Regions from separate parts of the Mus musculus genome. Here region 1 is linked to region 2. Evidence: chromatin contacts called from public Hi-C data. All regions are on one chromosome and are shown on one strand. The core of a region is the stretch at or near the end of the contact, and the rest is flanking DNA. Distances in the headings are between cores, read along the strand shown. Region 1 overlaps Trp63 (transformation related protein 63). Region 2 holds the start of Trp63 (transformation related protein 63).

Evidence for each region. A called contact is a pair of places that touch in the nucleus more often than the background predicts.
Region 1: a Hi-C map of myocytes shows a contact between it and region 2, with 2.5 times the contacts expected there. The contact joins the enhancer-like site here to the promoter of Trp63 in region 2. A contact is called at or near these places in 6 of 39 promoter capture datasets (the HPC-7 cell line, cranial neural crest, embryonic stem cells and 3 more), 1 of 15 datasets of contacts at CTCF or cohesin (the NIH/3T3 cell line), 2 of 484 Hi-C or Micro-C datasets (myocytes and uterus) and 1 of 9 other capture datasets (liver).

Annotation. Positions count from the first base shown.
Region 1 is chr16:25,721,311-25,725,251 of GRCm38.p6, reverse strand. The region is part of intron 1 of Trp63 (transformation related protein 63); the gene reads right to left. Among named protein-coding and RNA genes, the nearest start is that of Gm24928, 21 kb to the right of the region's middle. Within about 2 kb of position 1,966, at least 9 of the 459 cell types and tissues checked have an H3K27ac peak or open chromatin away from gene starts, as enhancers often do. A contact at or near this core is called in myocytes, where this site is marked.
Region 2 is chr16:25,681,865-25,685,486 of GRCm38.p6, reverse strand. It overlaps Trp63 (transformation related protein 63), which reads right to left and starts at 1,722. Exons shown (of 14, transcript NM_001127259.1): 1 at 1,136-1,722. The coding sequence starts at 1,197.

The sequences.
Region 1 (3,941 bases), core at 717-3,216, 40 kb before region 2:
AGAAGTATGTAAGACACCCATGGCTCATTGGAGCTCATAGGCAGTGGGGCACTCTGGTAAGTTCAGAGCAACTCCTACAGAATTGCCAAAGTACTAAGAAACCATATGATCTGGCCTTAGGGAAAAGAGTACTCCCAGAAGACTGAAGAGCTAGGTAACCATGAAGCCAAGCCTGAGGGAACAGATGGTGGGGCAAGAGCAAACATCAAGAACATTCTTTCTTGATGACCAAGAAGGAAAATGCTGAAACCTTTCAAAATGAGGTGAAGCAAAAACAAAAAGTTAAACTTACAAAGAGACTGAAAATCAGTACCTCCAGGTCACTGACTAGATTTTTACAACATCAAGTTTTTTTTTTGTTTTGTTTTGTTTTTTTGTATAGAATAAAGTTTATTCAGGACATCGGGAGGGGAGTTGATGGATTAGAGATAAAGGCAGAGAGAGAGAGAGAGAGAGAGAGAGAGAGAGAGAACACGAAGTAGAGGCCGGCCATGAGCACGTGGAGGGGGAGTGGGGAGGGGATCGGAGAGAGAGAAGGGGACGAGGGTAAGGAAGCAGGAGCAAGAGAAAGCAAGAGCCCAACATCAAGTCTTCCAAGCATGAACAGTTCCCATCCAAGCTTTCTTCTATCCATTTCCTTATAATCTACTTACCTTTAAGAAGGTTCCTACGTATAGGGATAACCAACTGGCTGATTCTGACCACTGTTTATTTGACACATCTAAAATAATGGCATATGTTTAGGGGGAAATGTCAGAATTTTCACTAGAGCCCATTTATTCCCGTTTCTACTTTCCTTGGGATCTGTCACACTTTCGTGTCATTCCTTTGTCTACTATATTAGTCTATGTCACGTTATTTGTCTAGTTATCTCTCTCTCACTATATATATATGTATACATATACATATTATATATATATACATATATATACATACATATATATATATATATATATATATATATATATATTCTTCCACTATAAAAATGTAAAAGGCACAAATTACAGAGTAGAATACAAGTTACCCTTTTATCTATGCTTCTATCCTTCTCAGAATTAGCATCATTAAATTTTTTATATACACCTATAGATTTCTTCTTCCTGAAAGGAGATAATAGCAAATACCTAGAAATATGTAGTTTAATTCTTCAAGTCCTCTATATAATGCCAGTTTAATCTTGTCTCACATTTCACCCTCACTTTCAGCTATGGTAATGGACCCACAGTTCTCAAACAGTCTGCTTTGTTCACATCACTATATCTGCATGAAGTGATCTATTTCTACGTTTCCCTTTCTAAGCTCTCTCACCTTTGCAATGTAGAATCAGTCATTCTATGAGTGCCACTCTCAGAGTATTCTGTCCATCTGGTCATTACAATATTTACCAGGTGCATTGGAATCCATCATCTCTCCTCCTGATAGGATCATAAGTATTTTGATACAACTAATGTAGCCGAATGAGCTCACTGTTTCTGAATATACACAGTGCCTGGCTTACTGGAGTTCTTGAGTGAATATTGACTTATTGCAGGAAAGAATAAAGGATGCAAGAAAAGTTTCTTCTGGGAAATCAAGTGACATGAACTTTACAGAGTCTATAAAACGCTATGGGTTTCTGTTTGTTGGTTACACCCATATTGCAGTTATAGTAATATTTTCTCCAACTGTCTCCAGGCAGTTGCTGAAGCTGCAAATGGCTATGATGTAATCAAATCTTCCAATTTTGAATGTAAAACATTGTGTGGCCCATTTTTCATCATAGGTGACATGTCTGCATTCTGCAGATATCCTTCTGGTGAGAACACTGTACACTTTACCACGTTGAGAACAGGTGCTGAGTTGTTGTTACTCCAAGACATTCAAGACAGAAATTCTACAAATTCAAAAGCAGTGAGCAGGGTTAAGACTGGCAGGCTATCACGATGACGTCATGTGCAAGCATAAAGAGGAAACACAGTTCCCAACAAAGGAACAGCAGGTGAAGTCATCATGTTGGCTTTGTCTGGAAACTCAGATCTTTTGGCTCTGTAGTGGGACATTCAATATGGGGAATATGATAGGGGCTGAGACTGAGTCACCGGAAACTAAGAAAGAAATATAGCTCTCGGGTTTTAGAAATGGCATTTGTTCCCGCTGCCTACTGTGTGTCTGGTGCCTTGGTATCTTGTACTTTAGCAATTGGGTTGACAAAGGTTTGTTTCCAAAAAGGAATGAATAAATGAAGTGCAGGCTATAACATGCTACAAAACCATCCCATCTGCAGTGGAGGTACCACATTTCAGGAAAGAGTAATTGATATGGCTTCGTTTGTTCTCTAATACTTACAGAAGTTAGGCCTTAGGTTTCTTATATAAGGGCTTCATACCTGTTTCCTCTCTGTGCATGGGGATAGTAATAGTGTCTTGCTCATGGAATTGTTGCCAAGTATAAAGAAGGAGATACATAGAAAGCACTTACTGATGAGTCTAGCACATGGTTGTCTAATATAAGTTAGCTACTGTTAGTCTTTTAGGTTCTGTTCTTATGATCATTAAATGTTTTATTCACAGACTAACACAGATGTGGCTAACACCTCACATTTACTCTTTGCTAGCTACATAGGCAATTTAAATGCTAATTCAATTTTCTCATCTGGAGAATAGGGACTATAGATGCATCAGATAATATTTTTGTTTAGCTAAAATGTAATATGGTAGGTGGGAAGGGCCTAACATGATGAATTTCAGTATGCCACAGTATCCTTGACTCCATGAGTCATTCAGTTTCCAGGCTTACAAAAATTCAGGCTCACTCCTTTTAAGAGTCTCGGTCAAGTGCAGGCCATAGACTCAGGGTCTTGGTCACGGTAACAGAGTAAAGGGCCTTCTTCAAGTAGACACTGTAAGCACACAGGTAGGAATGATGTCTGTGTGTATTTGGAATAGGCGATTTCAGAGTAGAAGTGGCAAAGAGATTAGCTAAAAGCCACAAAGGGTACTTAATCGTTGATTTCCTTGGGCCATCTTTGGCTTTATAAATAATGCTTCTGTGAACAACACCGCAAATAGTCTAAACCATTTTCCATCTTTAAGGCAGATTCCAGGAAATAAAACTTCTAAACAATCAATTTGTTGGGGAGGAGAAACTCAAGGCTCAGTATGTGCCAAGAAAGCTCACCAACCCCCAACCCCATTGTGATTTTTTTTCCCTTTTGCAAAATGTTACCCTATTTTCCTTTGGAAGGATGTAACACTTTAAAATTCTATACCTCTACACAGCAGTGGCTATTAACAGTACAAAGAGAAAATAAAGGTACCAATTTATCTATCAGAAAATGACAGGTTGCTTTTAATTTTGCTCTCTTCAATTATTGGTGAAATTGACTGTTCTGTATATGCTTTTGTCACCTGCATTCTTCCCTGGAGGAATTACTTATCAATTGTCTTTGTGAATTTTCTTGGGACCTGAGATCTTATGCTTTGCTATATTTGCTCAAATATATGTTAGGACGTATTGACCCTCTATCGTGGACTGAAATATTTTCCCAGTATGCTTTTTAATTTCTACATGAGGGTATTATTTCAAATTCTAGAATGTTCAGGTATATTGTGTGAAAGCGTGTCTCTATCCTTCCTCGTCATCCTAAGGCATTCTTCAATTGGCTTTACTAAAAACTGTAATGGCCATTTAGCCTTCAGGAAGTTTAAGATGGGATTTTCTGAGAGGGAGAATGGTATCCTGAGAAGAAGAAAGAGGAAACACTTTTTGCCAGGAGACATGAAAGGAGACAGACAAGACTATGGGCCTGGAAGGTATAACTAGCCACCTGGCTGGCTGGGGCTAAGCAGTTGGATTAACTCAGGTGAGCTAGCTGAGAGTCTACCTAGTTAAGGCAAACCTAAGGCTTTGATATATTAAAGGTCACTGTGTTGGTATTTAAATGGGGAAGGCTGGTTAATGAA
Region 2 (3,622 bases), core at 473-2,972:
ACAAGAGAGTGAATTATACTGGTGAAAATAAATAGCCTTTCACAATCCAAGGCAATGCTATGGTAACCTAGTCCTGCCCAGAGCCAGGGCTCAGATTCTAGTGTGAGCCTCCAGTAGGCACAGGTGGCAAGTGTCACTTTAACCCCTTTCTAACCATGCCGTTTTCCTAAGTCTTACAAAGTACCAAATTCCAGATTCAAATCTCATGCCGTTAAATTAACAACATCACAGTGCTTTGTATGGTGTGAATGTCTCCCATAACTTTACACGGGAAACGCTCTTCGGATTTCATTTACCAGTTTAAAAATAGCAAACTCTAATTTGAAACAGTCTCTTCCCCCGACAGAGGCACACTATTGTGAACTCTTGCTAATACTCCTTCTCAGTGCAAGGTAAATATTTTTCTACAAACACAAACAAAATTCAGTTTCATCACAGGTTTTAGGAAGTCATATTTGTCAAAAGATGATGTTTGTTTTGAAACAAATCAAAGAGAAAATATTCTTTAGAGCTAAAATGACAAGCCACAATCTGCTTCACATAACAATGGCTATTTAGTTTTAAGACAAAAATCAAAATTTCCAATGTTTATTTTGACTTGAAAATTGCCCAATAGATTATTATATCCCTGTCCAATGAAATTTCTTTTTCTTTGGTGGGTGGGACTGAGCATGGCACGTGGTACATTTTAAAATTTTTTAACATTTTAAAATGGTGTGACAATCTTAAGTAATATTTTAATTAATTCTTTGATAATCTCATCCCCCTCCTCCAACCTCCAACATCTCCCTGACCCTCCCACATCTTCTACCCGAGCTACATGCTCTCTCTCTCTCTCTCTCTCTCTCTCTCTCTCTCTCTCTCCCCCACTCTCTCTCCTTATAGAGTACAATAGTGTGACAAATTTAAAAACATGGATGTCTTCAAACTTTGTCACTTAGTAACTCAAGAAATAAAGTATAAGATAACTGTAGAAAAGATATCTACAAACCACTTTAAGTCCATACAAAGTCCAAAGTAGTATTATTATGCTCGCTAAACAAGGAGGGCTTCTTCAGTACACAGCAGAAACACTCAGAATACACCAGGCACACCAGTTCAGTTTTGACAGACGCCAGGTCAGATTTAAACTCACCGCTGGATGTAAGGGTCGGGGCAGTACTGTAGGGTGGCACACCGTGAAGTTTCAAAATTCATTTCCTTCAACTCTCTTTGATACCAACAGATGGGAAGCAATTCTATAAAATATACATATACACCTGAGAATATCTAGGTATGTAGCCAGGAGGCTGAAAGCAATAGGGTCAAATGCCATCAGACATAGAAGTTTAGACACTTCCCCCCTTTACTCAGATTTGCAAAGAGGCGGGGCGTTTCTTCCTTTCAGCCAATGAGAGTCTTCAAGTAACCAGAGCATCATAAACCGTCAATTCTTACCAGCTGGGCACCCCCTGTAAAGCTGTTCTTCCTCTCTGCCACAGTTTTAGAGCCCTTGACGTAGAGTGGCCACACTTGTTGGCAATTTGTAGGCATCTCTGAACTTCTGATCTTGCTTGGGATTGGGTGCTGGTATGAATGGCATCAGAGTTTAATCACAGAAGCCAGGACTTGTCACTGAGCTAATAAATGTCCCCCTTGCTCCAACTGAATAACATCTCCTTGTATCTGTATTCTGACTTGATTTGAGAGCTCCTGTCAGTTCTGCTGTGGCTACAATGTTTTGCAGAGACGCTTAGGAGACTTTTTTTTTTCTCGGCTTCTCCCTGCCCCACCCCCACCCCCTTCTGCCTCCCTTTCAGCCAACCGCCTGTTGTGGTCACAATCTCAAATAGCAAAGACAGGGAAATTCCTTGATTATATTTAACCTAGAACTCACTCTTCATTTCAACGAGAGAGAGAGAGAGAGAGAGAGAGAGAGAGAGAGAGAGAGAGAGAGAGAGAGAGAGAGAGAGAGAGAGAGAGAGAGAGAGAGAGAGATCATGTATATGTATTTAGAAATAGTTTCTGTCCCAAATAAAAGAAAATAGCCTGCAGTGATTTTTTTTAACCATACAGATATAAGTAATAGGATTTTTATGTGATATAAAAATAGGAGTTAATATTCTTTTACAATGTTTCCTAATTGTTTTATTGTTTTCATATTTATTTAGAATTATTTTAGATGGCCTGTCAATGGGGAAAAATAAAGTTTATTTCAAACTCTTATCATTCTGTCTCATTCTATTATGCCTCACTTTTAACTTTTTTTAGTCTCCTTCTACCTACTTTACTATAAAATCTGACATTCTTTATATTGTAAAGAATTATATATTATCAGGCAAAGTCTCCATGATAATGAATTTGTTTCCTTTCTGAATGTAGGCTGTAAACCAATCCTGGTTCTGTGGATTTAGAAATTGAATGAAATATGATTCAGAAGCTAAATTAGAATAGAGTCCAAGAGGGAACTAGAGCTGTGTGCCCAAGTGTCACTGACATGTTACGTACATATCTCCATTCATGCCACAGCCATAGACACCTGCAAACTAGTGACATCAGAAAATGTCAAAGTTGTGAGACAAGCTGAAGAGAAATCTGACATTTTCCTGTAAGAAATTCTGCTTCAAAATGTGTTCATAAAGATGTTTTATTTGTTGTTCCAGCCAGGGAGAAGCTATTTAAAACTTGACATTCTCTTTCTTAACTCAGACTGAGCGTGTCTAACATCTGTGAATTGTGAAACTCACACACATGCCGGCCTGCGCTCCAGCCAAATCTGACAGCTTGCTCTAAAAAAAAATGTTAAACTTGAGCAAAGATCGTTTCACTAATTAATTATAGATTTGCTCATTGGAATCAAGTGTTTGGCTTTCTTCCTCTGAGCAAATACAGATGACCTGATTATAAAGTTCTTAAATTGAGAATAATCAATTTCCTATGGCCATGGACTTGGGGGAGTTTCATCACACAGGGCCTGTCTACTCTTAGTTGTGAGATGAATCTCTGAAGGCATAGAAAGAATGATCTCCTAGCCAAAGGCAGCTTAAGCTGTCCCCCAGAACACAAGAATGGGAGGGGGTAATAGAGTTAATGCCAAAGCACATGTTTAGTGTGGAAAAGGCCCTGCCCTGCGTTCAGTCCTCAATCGTGAAAAATTAAGAAAGACTAGGACTAGGATTTCTAGTGGAGACTGTCTTAAATTTTAATAAACCCGCGAGTCACTTGAAATTCTTGTCCATGCAAAATCTGGTTGGTTATTTCCAGGGTGGGGTTTGAGATTCCATTTCTAACCCTGGGATGACTCTGCCAGGATGGCTGGCCCAAGTACCAGATCTGAAGTGGTAAGTTCTGAGCTCACCTTTCGCCTTGTATTTATAATTAAGTGCTTGCTGAAAAGAAGAAAGAACTTGTCAAAGTAATTTATATCATGGTTCAACGTCATGGACTTCCACATAACCAGTCTTCAAGTACTCTTCATACATATTTTCACTTACAAGTTTTAGAATTTAATTTAAAAGGTTTAAGTTTAAAATAATTTAGAGCATATGCCATTATATCAGCAGTTGTTATAGAAAATTATATATATATATATACACATATATATAGTACAGAAGGCAGATTATTAGGTGGCAATAGATTAATT